Regions from separate parts of the Sus scrofa genome. Here region 1 is linked to region 2. A link is a contact called in public promoter capture Hi-C data. All regions are on one chromosome and are shown on one strand. Each heading gives the region's core, a stretch centred on a gene start, on an enhancer-like site or on the middle of the called end of the contact. The rest is flanking DNA. Distances are from core to core; before and after follow the strand shown.

Region 1 (6,554 bases), core at 1,210-3,709, 140 kb before region 2:
GTGGCAGACCTGAGCCTGGCTGCCCCACACCAGAGGGTCACCACTGGCTGGGGCTGGAGCACTTGGGCCTGACTCCCAGGCTGGCCTGTGCCCAGTGCGGATGGCGGACCTGACCCGCGGGACATGGACAATCGCACACCGTGGGTCCACTCTGGCAGCTTCCTCATGGACAAGGAGCCGGAGCCATTTTACCTGCTCAGCCTCAGCCCCAGCGGGTAGGGACCGCAGGGGAGTGTCTGGGATGGCAGGGCTCTCACCTGCCGCCTCCCTGCCCCCAAGCATCCCGCTTTGCTGACATGCTTCCCAGGCTAGGGACCCCAACTCCCCTGCCCACAGCCCAGCCTCCGCCCTGGGGGGCATGATGCGGGGCCGCGCAAGGGGCTTTCGGGGCCACACAGAGATCGGGAGGGCTGCAGCTTCAGCATGCTGCATGGGCCCACGAGCCTGGTCGCTCAGACACCGGATGGTGCCACAGCAACGGCAGCCAGGCTGCCCTCGATGCACCATGGCCAGAGCACGCAGGGGGCCCACCCAGCCTGCCTCGGGCCACCGACGGACGGCTGCGGGCCGGCCCTGTGCTCCAGGGTGCTGCATGTTTGCATCCCGTCCTGCAAGGCCTAGGCCTGCGTCCATGGGAGGCACAGCCGCGATGCTGAGCCTGGCTGACCACTAGGTTGTCTTTGCCAGGAGGGGCCGGGAAGGGGCGGAGCTCAGCTCCCACCAGTCCGGGCCACATGGGCCCTGTTCTGCCAGCAGCACCCGCTCACATGAGGGACCCAGGGAGGCCCCGGAGGCCATGCAGCCCAACAGTCAGGCCAGAGGCAAGGTTGGCTCTCCCTTGCTGCCCCTCCCATGCTGATGTGCTGGGACCCTGGGAACCCACCAGAGGCCCCTCTGCTGTAAGCTCAGCAAGGGCAGCCAGCAGGGCACAGAGCCTGGCACCCATGGGCTCTCAAAAACCGTCCCGCCAGATTCCAGAGTATGAGCAGGACAGTGGGGCGAGGAGGCAGGGAAGTGGGACGGGAGGGCCTGGGCCTGGTGGAGAGGAAAGGGGACACCAGGCTCAGGTGGTCTCCTGGGCAGTTAGGAAGGAGCCTGGGTACAGGGGACTCTGCCAGCAGGCAGGTGGGGAGGACCCAGGTGGGCCCAGGCGGAAGAGAGTGGTCTGGCTGCAGGAGGGAGGGGCTCCAGGGGGCCAGGCCCCCACCAGGGCCTCACCGCACTGTCGCTGATGTCTGTGTGCCCCGCCCCCCCGGTGCCCCTGGCAGAAAGTAGGCTCATTGTTCATCTCAGAGAGGAGGACCCCGAGCTGGAGGGTGGAGGGTCTCCCCAACGTCACAAGCCAGCAGGGGCAGAGGTGGTTGGCACTGTGGCCCCAGGGGAAAGTTCCCAGGGGGTCCTTGAGGTCAGGTGTGGAAGGGGGAGGTGCTGGAATAGAGGCGCCCCAGCTGGTGGGGGGGTTGAGAGGGAGGGGGTCTCAGGTTTTACTCTGGACCCAGGTGGGCAGGGACTTGGGAACCCCTCCAAGGACAGTTCTCCTTCTGCACATCAGCGGGGTCACCTGGGGGAGGCACCCAGGCTTATCTGAACTGAGCCGGGAGTCATTCTGCGACCCCTGAGCCCAACTCCTCACCTGGGGGCTGGCCCTTCAAGGCCAGGCTTGGCCCTCCCCACCCTGCACCCTCCCTGCCTCCTGGGCAGCTCGGGGCGGGGGGGGGGGGGGGGGTGTTCTCTGGGCCAGGTGCTGTTCTGGGGGAACTGGTGCCCAGATCAGCAAGGCTCCTGCCTTCCAGAGTATGGGCGAGAAAAAGACACACAAGAAACAGGAAGATAAGGTAATGAGCTCATTTCAGAGCAGTGCAAGGAACAACACGGGTGACAGGAGGCAAGGCAAGGTGGCACGTGAGGAATGAAGCTCCAACCGAGTCAGGAGCACAGCAAAGACCTGCACTAGGGCAGCGCCTGGCTGGACGCTGGCAGGCCCTCGGCCTGGGCCTGGCCCACAACGGCCCCACCAACCCTCGGGACTGGGTGGACACACTGTCCCCTTTTCTTCCTGTCCTGTGGCAGCGAGCCAAGGACGATCCAGGGCTAGACCTCCCCACAGCGTGGGCCGAGGCTGACTGTGGCTTCACCTCGGCGTTGGGGGCACCCTGGAGGTCCACTGGAGACGTCACTCGGCACAGCCACAGGCCCAGAGGACTCAGCCTGGACTGGTCGATGCCTCCCGAGGCGGACCTCGAGGGCCCTGCCGGCTGTGGGAGGCCCAGTTCCCACCGCACACTCCCGCCTTCAGACACAGCCGGGCGGACCGGGACTGAGCCCAGCCCAGACCTCGCATTCCCGGAGCCGAGACTGGCGCGGAACTAGACAGGGCGTGACCAATCAGAGCCAGGCTTTCTGCGGGCGCGGCCCCAGCGATTGGACAGCGGGCGCGGCCCCGCCGAGAGAACAGCGGGCGCGGGGCGGGGCTTCCGGTCGGGGCAGAGGGGCTTCCGCCGGCGCGGCGCCCTGGATGGCAGTGCTCAGGTCCGCGCTCGGGGCTCCTTTCGCGGCCGCCCGCGCCCGGCCGCCGCCCCTCGGCCGCCGCCCGCCCCCCGCGCCCTGCTCCGCCCTGGCCGGCGCCATGGAGCCCGCTCCGCACTGGTTGGTGGGGCTGCGCTTCGACAACCGCGCCCTACGCGCGCTGCCCGTGGAGACGCCGCCGCCCGGCCCCGAAGGCGCCCCGTCCGCGCCGCGGCCCGTGCCCGGCGCCTGCTTTAGCCGCGTGCGGCCCGCGCCCCTGCGCCAGCCGCGCGTCGTGGCGCTGTCGGAGCCCGCGCTGGCGCTGCTGGGCCTGGGCGCGCCGCCCGCCGACGCCGACGCCCGCGAGGCGGCGAGGCCGAGGCCGCGCTCTTCTTCAGCGGCAACGCGCTGCTGCCGGGCTCCGAGCCCGCCGCGCACTGCTACTGCGGCCACCAGTTCGGCCAGTTCGCCGGGCAGCTGGGAGACGGCGCCGCCATGTACCTGGGCGAGGTGTGCACTGCGGCCGGCGAGCGCTGGGAGCTGCAGCTCAAGGGCGCCGGCCCCACGCCCTTCTCCAGGTGTGTGCGGGGGGAGTGCCTGTGCCCGAGGAGCCGTCCTCCCCGGAGGCGAGGTTGGGCGTGAACGGTGTGACCCGGCTTGTAGAGCGTGCGGGGTAGCGGCCCGTAGCCGAAGGAACGGCTTGTGCGAAGGCCCTGCGGCCGGGACAGGAGGACCGGCAGGGGTGCTGTGGCTCCCGGGCCCCTGCCCGCTCAGCCTGGCGCGGTGGGGGAATGGCCAGGCCGAGCCTCTAACCCCACAGCGCTGGCAGCTGCCCATGCCGCTTTCCTGAACTGTCCAAGGACTTTGGACTTGGTTCTGCAGGTCACACACTCGCGTTTACCGCGTGCCCAGCCTCGCTGCGGTGCTGGAGCAGCACAGGGCTTCCTCTAATAGCTGACCGGGCAGCCAGCTTCCGCCCAGCACCCTTAGCCTCAGCTTGTCCCTTCGCAGGTGACTCCTGTGTAGCCAGTACCCTGGACGGGGACAGACCCGTCCCAGGGGTCGCTCTCCCAAGCACAGGCTTCCAAGCACTTGGGGCCAGCCCTGCTGTGACCCCACAGTGAGGTGGGCGGTGTCACATGCCCGTCTGGGCACCCTGCCATGCTTGTCTTGTACTTTGCTGGCTGTTTTGGTCTTTTCCACTCTGGAGCTCATATATTTAGCTCATATTTGTTAAATGCTTGTTGAGTGGCCCAAAGAATTACACCTAACTTGACATCTTATGGTGGAAAAAATCCTGCGGGCGGTCTCTTCTCTGCCGGCCCCGTGCCCTCCCTCCGGGGGAACTGCACCTGTCCCCCACCCCCACCCCCAGCAGCCCCACCTCAGAGCTGCAGCTTAACCGCTTCTTCCCCAGTCTTGACACTTTTCTGTCTTTAAAAGTCCCTGCGTTCAGCCCGGGGCCACTGGTGGGCTGATGGACCAAAGCCTCTCACCCCAGGCCTGCCCGTTGTATGAACCTCTTAAACTTCATGTGTTCACTCGGCTAATTTATTTTTGCAAGCTATAAAGAGACATTTTTGTGAGAGTATCTGCTGTTGGAAGTTGCTTTTTATATTTGAAGACTTGAATTTTAAGTCCGTGTTTCCAGACCTGAGGTCCTTTGAAAGAAAGGCGCTGTTTGGCCCTTATCAGGTTTGTGCCCACCCACCACCCCCAATGTTTCCTGGGGTCCCCAGCTTCAGCAAGACTTCAGACTAACAGCTGAAGTGGCTGTGAGTGGCTTAGGGCCAGCAGCTGCTGGAGCCCCCAGGCTTGGGTTTGGGAGTGGGCAGGTGGCTTGTTGCCTCTGCCTGTGGCCGCAGCAGGGGTTTCAGGACGGCCACCCCAGCAGGTGCAGGAGAGCCTTCCTCTGCTGGGTCTACCCCTGCAGTCTGGCTGGGACGCGGGCACCCGGGGGAGGGGCTGCTGTCTCCCGGCCTTTCCGCTTTGTGGGCAGGGCTGCGCTGGGCTCTTTACCCTTGCTGTGTAATCTTCCCTTCCGGTTGCTGCTGTGGGCACCTTGCCCTGGGCAGAAAGGTAGGCTGCTGGTTTTCAGGGGCACTTTTACCAGATTCAGGGTTAGCTTGGGCACAGCATGAAGCTCAGCTAGGCTGAGAGATTCCCAGAATAGAGCGAGGATGGGACATTGGAGGCAGGCTTGCAGACGAGACAGAGGAAGAGGCGCGTGGCATGTGGCTGCGGACTGAGGCAGGAACTGTCACCCCGCCGAGCTTTGGGAGGGTGGGGGGTGCTAGAGAGGCACCACTGGGTCTGTCCGCACCAGGGAGGCCTGCAGCGGTCTTACTGACGTCCCTGGTCCTGCCACAAGGCTAGGCCCCGGACTCACACTGGGCCCTGGTCTGGCCTCTTCCCCGCCAAGGATGTGGGCAGAGGTGGGTGCAGCCCAGGGTCCTCCCCTCAGGCTCAGTGTGGTCCCACAGGGATTTGTTCTTCCCTAGAGCATTTTCTAGACGGTTCTTGCCTGGGAGGCTGCTGGGACATCTGACTTTGCAGAAGGCGGGCACGCAAGAGGACCGTGGAGTAAAATATATAAGATGACAAGGAACCACCCCCCCAACCTAGAATTCTGTACCCTCTGAAATTACCCCTCAGAAGTGAGAGAGAGAGACTCTCCAAACAAAAATCAAGGGACTTTGGTACTAACACGCCTGCCTGCAAGAAACGTTACAGTTATTTATAGAGAATGAAAACTAGGTAGGGCAGGAGGGGGGGTCCCGGGAACCAAAGGAAGGGCAGGTAAAAGTAAGACCTGTGCTTCTCTGGTCTTAACTGATACACAGGTAACAGTTTGTTTAAGATGATAGGAGTTCCTGCAGTGGCTCAATGGTGAATGAATCCGACTGGGAACCATGAGGTTGCGGGTTCGATCCCTGGCCTTGCTCAGCGGGTTAAGGATCTGGCGTTGCCGTGAGCTGTGGTGTAGGTTGCAAATGCGGCTCGGATCCCGTGTTGCTGTGGCTCTGGCGTAGGCCGGCGGCTACAGCTCCAATTCGACCCCTAGCCTGGGAACCTCCTTATGCCGTGGGAGCAGCCCTAGAAAAGGCAAAAAGACCAAAAAAAATTAATACTATAAAATGATAGTAGCAGGAGTTCCCACTGTGGCGCAACAGGACCAGTGGCATCTCTGGAGCCCTGGGACACAGGTTCGATCCACGTCCCTGCACAGTGGGTTAAGGATCTGATGTGGCTGCAGCTGCAACATAGGTGTCACAGTTGTGGCTCCGATCTGATCCCTGCCCCAGGAACTCCATGTGCCCCAGGGCAGCCAAAAAAGGGGGATTTAAAAAAAGGTAGCCACGAAAAACAAAAAAGGGAAGAGTCCGTCCGACCACGTTGCTCATGTGTCAGTGGACCCTCGCGGCAGCGGCGTGAAGGACGGGGTGATCCTGACCTGGGAGCCTGCAGCTCCGGCGCCGCAGGGTTACGGAGACGTAGACCTGGACTCGTTGAGAGTGTCTGCTACAGACGCCGCAGCAGCCATGCTCATTTATTTCGTTCTGCTTTTTAGGGCGGCACCCGCGGCACACAGTGGTTCCCAGGCTAGGGGTTGAATCGGAGCTGCAGCTGCCGGCCTCCACCACAGCCACAGCCACGCAGGATCCAAGCTGTGTCTGCAACCTGCACCATAGCTACAGCAACACCAGATCCTCAACCCACTGAGTAAGGCCAGGGGTCAAACCCACGTCCTCATGGACACTAATTGGGTTCATTTCCACTGAGCCGTGATGGGAACGCCCTAGGGCGACCATCCTTTAAGGAGTGAAAAAGAGGGGCTCCCGTCATGGCCAAGCAGAAACGAAGCCGACTAGGAACCATGAGTGCACATCGCTCTCTGAACCCTCTCTGCCAGCCTGGCTTCAGGTGTGTCAACACGGTGGCTCTGACACATGCCAGAGGAACCCGCTCACCTGTGGGCGCAGCTACCATGCCAGCCAGGACGGGACCAAGTGTGTGGACATGAACGAGTGTGAGACGGGTGTGCACCA
Region 2 (6,543 bases), core at 2,929-5,428:
ATCACAGATCTGAAGGTGGGTATTTCATACTAGTCTCTCTTCTCTCAACTCTCATATAGTCCAAATATATGTCATAAAATAATTTCTCCAAATAAATCAGATCACAGTGTAAAAGATGAAACTATATGAAAGTACTGAAAACAAAAACAACCCCAGTTCATCGATGCAAACTGTTACATTTAGAATGGATACGCAGGAGTTCCCGTCGTGGCGCAGTGGTTAACGAATCCAACTAGGAACCATGAGGTTGCGGGTTCGGTCCCTGCCCTTGCTCAGTGGGTTAACGATCCGGCGTTGCTGTGAGCTGTGGTGTAGGTCGCAGACGCAGCTCGGATCCCGCATTGCTGTGGCTCTGGCGTAGGCCGGTGGCTACAGCTCCGATTCAACCCCTAGCCTGGGAACCTCCATATGCCGCGGGAGCGGACCAAGAAATAGCAACAACAACAAAAAAGACAAAAAAAAAAAAAAAAAAAAAAAAAAGAATGGATATGCAGTCGGGTCCTGCTGTATGGCACAGGGAACTATATCCAGTTTCTCGGGGTGGAACATGATGCTCTAAGGAAGGGCATGTATGCATATGTGTGACGGTGCTTCTGCTGTACAGCGGAAATTGGCAGAACATTGTAACTCAATTATACTTTAATTAAAAAAAAACCAGCCCAGCAAGGTGGGTTTCTTTATAACCTGGGAGTGAGGAAAACTTTGCCATCTCAGAATCTAGGAGCCAAAGAAAGCGGATAAAATAGATTACATTAACTACAAACTGCATTGCAGAAATCACCATAAACAAAGTCAAAAGACAAATGACAAATGTAAAAACATGTTGAACTTATGTCACAGCAAAGGAATTTTATTTTATTTTATTTTATTTTTTAGGGCAGCACCAGCAGCATATGGAAGTGTCTAGGCTAGGGGCTGAATCAGAGCTGCAGCTGCCGGCCTACGCCACACCCACAGCAATGTGGGGTCCAAGCTTCATCTGCAACCTGTACCACAGCTCACAGCAACACTGGATCCTTAACCCACTGTGCCAGGCCAGGGATTGAACCCACATCCTCATGGATACTAGTTGGGTTCGTTACTGCTGAGCCACATGGAAACTCCAAGATTTTATTTTTGACGTTTAAAAGAACTCATGGAAACTGAGGATAAAAATAAAATAACCTTTTAGAAAAAAAATGGACAAAAGATAGGAAGAGCTTATGGAAAAGAAGGAAAAATGATTCTTATATAGTTGAATAGATGCTTAGAAATTTTTATAATAAAAAATACAAAAAAGGAGTTCCCTGGTGGCTCAGGGGGTTAAGGATCCAACACTGCCACTGCTGTGGCTTGGGCTCAGGAAATTCCACATGCCTCAGATGTGGCCAAAACACAAAACTGTAGTGCGATACTGTTTCTTATTTATTATATTGGTAGAGTGGCCAACCATCCTGATTTTTCCCAGTACTGTCCAGGTTTTAGCGCGGAAAATCCTCTGTCCCCAGAAACCCTTCAGTCCTCAGCAGACCAGGGTGGTTGGCTCTCCTACATATTGGCAGAAATCCAAAAATGGAACCATACATTCTTTTGACAAGGCTGTGTGGAAGCTGGCTGTCTTCTTGGCAGTAGGAATGCAGAATTGTAAAATGCCTCTGGAAGAGGATTTGTCTGTATCTTGCAAATTTTTATATGCTTCTATTTTTTGGATCTGGAATCACATATCTAGGAATCTGTCTTAAAGATATGCTGGCAAAAATATGAAGTGACTTATGCAAAAATCTATTCATTGCAGAACTATTATAGTAGAAAAACTAGAAACACCTGTCTGTCCATCCCAGGAGTGAGTGCACATACGGAGCCCTGTACAGCTGTCACACGGAGAGTCAGTCTAGTGTGTGATTCAGGTCAGGACAATGGTCAGCACCTTTTGGAACTTGAGTCTTTCTGGCTGCTGGTCATCCAGTTCCTTGAACTGGATGGTGGTTGCGTGGATGGGTTTATTTTGTGAAAATGTAGTGCCTTCGCTTATGATTTGTGTACATTTCTGTATGGTATTTGAGGTTAGTAACAATGTTTCTTTTTTAAAAAGAAAAGAGTAAGGAAGACCTCTGTGGAACAAGCAAGGTACAGAATAGAATTTGTAGTTTGTTACATTTTATATAGGAAGGGCTGGAAAGAATGAAAAATTACATTTGTAATGAAGCAGTAAAGCAGAAAATTAATAAAGATACATTGAGAGGAAGCGAGCAGGATGAAGGCACAGGGATGGGGTGAGACTTCTGTGTGATACTTTTTTAGGAGGTTCTTTTACGAAATTTGGGAAATTTTTGGCTGTAGTTTCATGTATTTTTATGTCCTATTCTCTCATATTCCTCTGAGATTTCAGTTGCACGCATGGCGGACCAATTTATATTGTTGCATAGTTCAGTGAGTCTCTCTTCATTTTTTTTCCTTTATATTGTACCCACAGCGTATGGAAGTTCCCAGTCCAGGGATCGAGTCCAAGCCGAAGCTGTGACCTGTGCCATCCTGCAGCTATGCCGGATCCTTTAACCCACTGCTCTGGGCTGGGGATCGAATTTGCACCCCTACAGTGACCTGGGCTGTTGCAGTCAGATTCTTAACCCGGTGCCACAGTGGGAACTCCCCTATTCATTTTTAATAAAAACCTTTTTTCTGCTGCCTCAGATTGATTGGTTGCTGTTTATCTTAGGTTTACTGACACTTTCTTTTTCAGTCTCCAATTTCATCAACTTCATCCAGTATATATTTTTACTTCAGATGTATTTTTTCAGTTGTAGAATAGTCATTTTTGTTTTTCTATGTAGTTTGAGTTCTCTGCTGAGATTTTACTTTTTCACTCATTCTCTCTATTCTGCTTTAAGTCCTTGAACATGCGTATTATAACTGTGTGTGGCAGGCACAGCCAAGAAATAAATAAAAATATAGCTATCATGTCATTTTAGAAGAGAATTGTAGTGTCATCTAATACCAGTCCCTATTCAGATTTCTCCAGCAGCTTGAAAAATACCCTCTTCCAGGAGTTCCCCTTGTGGCTCAGTGGAAACGAATCTGATTAGCATCCATGAGAACGCAGGTTCAATCCCTGGACTTGCTCAGTGGGTTAAGGATCTGGCATTGCCGTGAGCAGTGGTGCGGGTCCAAGACGCGGCTTGGATGTGACGTTGCTGTGGCTGTGGTGGAGGCCGGCAGCTACAGCTCCGATTCAACCCCTAGCCTGGAACCTCTATATGGCTTGGGTGCTGCCCCCAAAAGACACACACACACACGCTCTTCCAGTTGATTTGTTTTATTTTTTTATTTTTGATTTTTTTTTTTTGTCTTTTTAGGGCCATACCCATGGCATATGGAGGTTCCCAGGCTAGGGGTCGAATCGGAGCTACAGCTTCCAGCCTGCACCACAGCTCATGGCAATGCCAGATCCTTAACCCACTGAGCGAGGCCTGGGCTCAAACCTGCAACCTCTTGGTTCCTAGTTGGATTGTTTCTGCTGCGCCACAATGGGAACTCCTAGTCGATCTGTTTTAATTGGACCCAAACAAGATCTAAATATTACATTTGATAATTATGTCTCATAAAGCTCTTATGTTTCAGAATGGTAACTCCTTATTGCTAAAGTATAATTTTCAAAAGTTAAAAATCATGATCCATGCAAACACAAAATAAACAGTTCTGGGCCCTACTGGTTCGTTTTTGCTGCATGTCTTGAAGGCAGTCATCTCAGCAAGGACCACTAGTCATGTTGTTTGGAAGGGTGTTTTGAGACCCACCAGGAGCGCTTGGGAGTTCTCCTCTTCTGACGTAGCGATGGATCATCAGTGAGCTGCCCGGTCACCTCGCGACCAGGGTCAGCGGCCTGGTCACCTTGCCACCAGGGTCTGTGTTTCCTGCTGATGGTAGTGTCTGGGCATGAAGCTGGACACCTTCAGGCCCGAGAGCCTTCTCATGTCCTTGTATTCTAACCGTTGAGGTAGTTAATAGTTAACAGACGTAGGACAGGTGTGTATCATTGGTACCCGTCTCTAGAACAGTCAAACGCAAGGAAGTTTCTAGACCCCTGATTATAAAATTTGATTAGTAAGTAAAGACAACGACTTGTTTTTCTTTTCCTTAGCATTTTGGTAAGTTAACTTCACAAAAGCAGAACCTAAGTTTTTTCCCTCTTATTTTTCAGGTGAAGAGATTATAAATCTTCTATTGAGTGAAAATATTTTTCTTAAGGTTGCATATACGCCAAGAAAAAATCCCAAATGTTTTTATATTTTGCCTAAATACAAAGTTTAAACAAGAAGTTTCCACGGAAGGTAAGATAATTTTTGTTTGATTCTACTTTATTGTGTAATTTGCGTAAATATGCTGTATAAGTGGACATTCAGAGATGGATGACAGCAAAAAATTTCAGTTTTGAAGATGTGCATAGAGTTTCCTGACTTGTGGGTTTTGTTTTCTTTCCTTTTTTGGTTATACTGGCAGCCTATGAAAGTTCCCAGGCCAGGGATGGAATACGAGCCGCATCTGCAACCTGGGCCACAGCTGCTCCACGGTGGGAATGCCACTCCTGGGGTTTTTTTGACCCTCCTGTGTCTGGTTTTGAGATGCCGTGTTGCGAAAAAGTGCCTTGGTCCCTCCAAGCCCAAGTGTAATCCAGATAAAAACGGGTGCATTGGGCGTGTGTAGAGAGGCCCATGCCCTGCCTTACCTGTGGGAAGGCCTCCACCTGCCAGGTGGGATGGGGGGACTTGTGCTCCTGCAGCGGTAGGTGCTCCTGAAAGGCCTCCCATTGCCGTCCACTGAGAGGCTGGGTAAATGACAGATGCGCGACCTCTTGTGAGTGCCCTGGCGCAAGCTAACTGCTCAGAGGCCGAGAGGACAAGAAGAGATAGCACCCTTTCGCTCCTTGCTGAAGAAAGCGTAAATCCTTTTCAGAGCAAAGCAGACTCAGTGTAGGCCCTCAGGACTCCACTGATTAAATGTCAGCAAACTTGAGCACACGCACACACACCTTGTGATCGGAGTGGGCATGATTAGGTGCCCCAGCGAGTGCAGGCGTCCAGTACTCAGACACAGTATATGTGATAATGCGTGAAGTGTGTAAAGAAATACAAAATGGAATAAAAATTAGTAATGAAAACCGAAGTGTCACAGTGATCCACTTAGAACTTTCAGAAATGAAAAAAAAAGTTGAAATAAAAAACTCAGTACTTGTGGATTAGACAGATTAAACATGACTGAAGGCAGAAGTAGTGAACTGGAATATATCCCTAAAGAGGCTCTCCCGGGTGCAGCCGGGAGACGGGAGATGGGAAGTGGCACTCAGAGAAGTGGAGGGTGAGGTGCGTGTCCTGAAAAACACAGTTGGAGCCCAGGATGGAAAAGTGGGAAGAGGAGGAGAGCCGTTACGCAAAGTGTTAGTAGCTTTGACTCAGCGAGAGAGAGAGAGCGTAGCTTTAGAAAGCACTCTGTGTCCTAAGCAGTGTAAACAGGAGGAAACCCCGAGCTCCCCCTGTGTCGCAACGGGAGCGGTGATGTCGGCAGCGCTGGGATGCAGCTTCAATCCCCAGCCTGGCACAGTGGGTTAAAGATCCCCGGCATTGCCACAGCTGTGGTGTAGGTCGAACTGTAGCTCGGATCTGACGCCTGGCTGAGGAACTCCAAATTCCTTGGGGAGGCCAAAAAGGAAAAAAAAAAAAAAGGTAACTCACACTCCTACATTGAAATTGTACGGCAGCAAAGACAAAAAAGCCTTAAGTGAGGTTGAGCTAGGTCTCCTTAGCTTGAGTAGAGGCCGATAGAGAGCAGAGCAGTTCCTCCGTGTGGTGAGAGAATGTACATTTCAGTACATGTTGTGCGTCAGGTATATTTGCAGAAGAACAGCACAGTTTTTCTGTGCTTTTGGTAAATGTTGGGCTGGGTATTTGCACAACCTACTACCCCACATTTCCTTACCCTGTAAAAAAAAACAACTAAAATTGTTGCATTCAAGAAAAAAAACCAGGAGTTCCCTGGTAGCCTAGCGGTTAAGGATTCGGCATTATCGCTGTTGGGGCCTGGGTTTGATCCCTGGTCTGGGAACTTCCACGTGCCTCACGTGTGGCCAAAAGAAAAACCAAAGGACTGACAATAGAGCAGGCAAGTTTTAGACCAAAATGTAACAGAATTATAACCCAGAAGGTGATTTAATCAGGATAGGATGGACTCTGCCTTGGCCTCAGGACATTTGTTGGTCTGGACAGAGTGTGGCTTTGATTTCAGAGGCCTTGTTGTTCTCTGCAGGGGAGATGTCCAGTTCTCACAGTGTGCAGAGAGCTTAAAGGGGGCTCTTCTCGGTTAAGTGGGGCCTGGCGGTCGGCGTCCTCGGAGGCAGGGTGAACTGGAAGTGTACCTCCTCACGTCATCCCGGCCCCCACCTGGTTATCTTTTACTAAACGTAGCAGGGGGAAAAAAGCTTGTGGCAGTGGATGGACCTTTAAAGGGCGTGTAGCCCAGGTCTACATTGCCTGGTAGTTCTAGGACGTGAAACATGAATTGAAGGTTTTCTGG

Evidence for each region. Promoter capture Hi-C pulls out the DNA fragments that hold promoters and counts their contacts.
Region 1: a promoter capture Hi-C map of liver shows a contact between it and region 2, with 3 times the contacts expected there. The contact joins the promoter of SELENOO here to the promoter of PPP6R2 in region 2. A contact is called at or near these places in 1 of 5 promoter capture datasets (liver), 4 of 47 Hi-C or Micro-C datasets (fetal liver, liver, retroperitoneal adipose tissue and 1 more) and 2 of 2 datasets of contacts at active chromatin or transcription factors (alveolar macrophages and skeletal muscle).

The regions. Positions count from the first base shown.
Region 1 is chr5:476,741-483,294 of Sscrofa11.1, reverse strand. It overlaps SELENOO (selenoprotein O), which reads left to right and starts at 2,459. Exons shown (of 10, transcript NM_001201431.1): 1 at 2,459-2,873; 2 at 2,876-3,083. The coding sequence starts at 2,516.
Region 2 is chr5:339,162-345,704 of Sscrofa11.1, reverse strand. It overlaps PPP6R2 (protein phosphatase 6 regulatory subunit 2), which reads left to right and starts at 4,178. Exons shown (of 23, transcript NM_001206372.1): 1 at 4,178-4,307.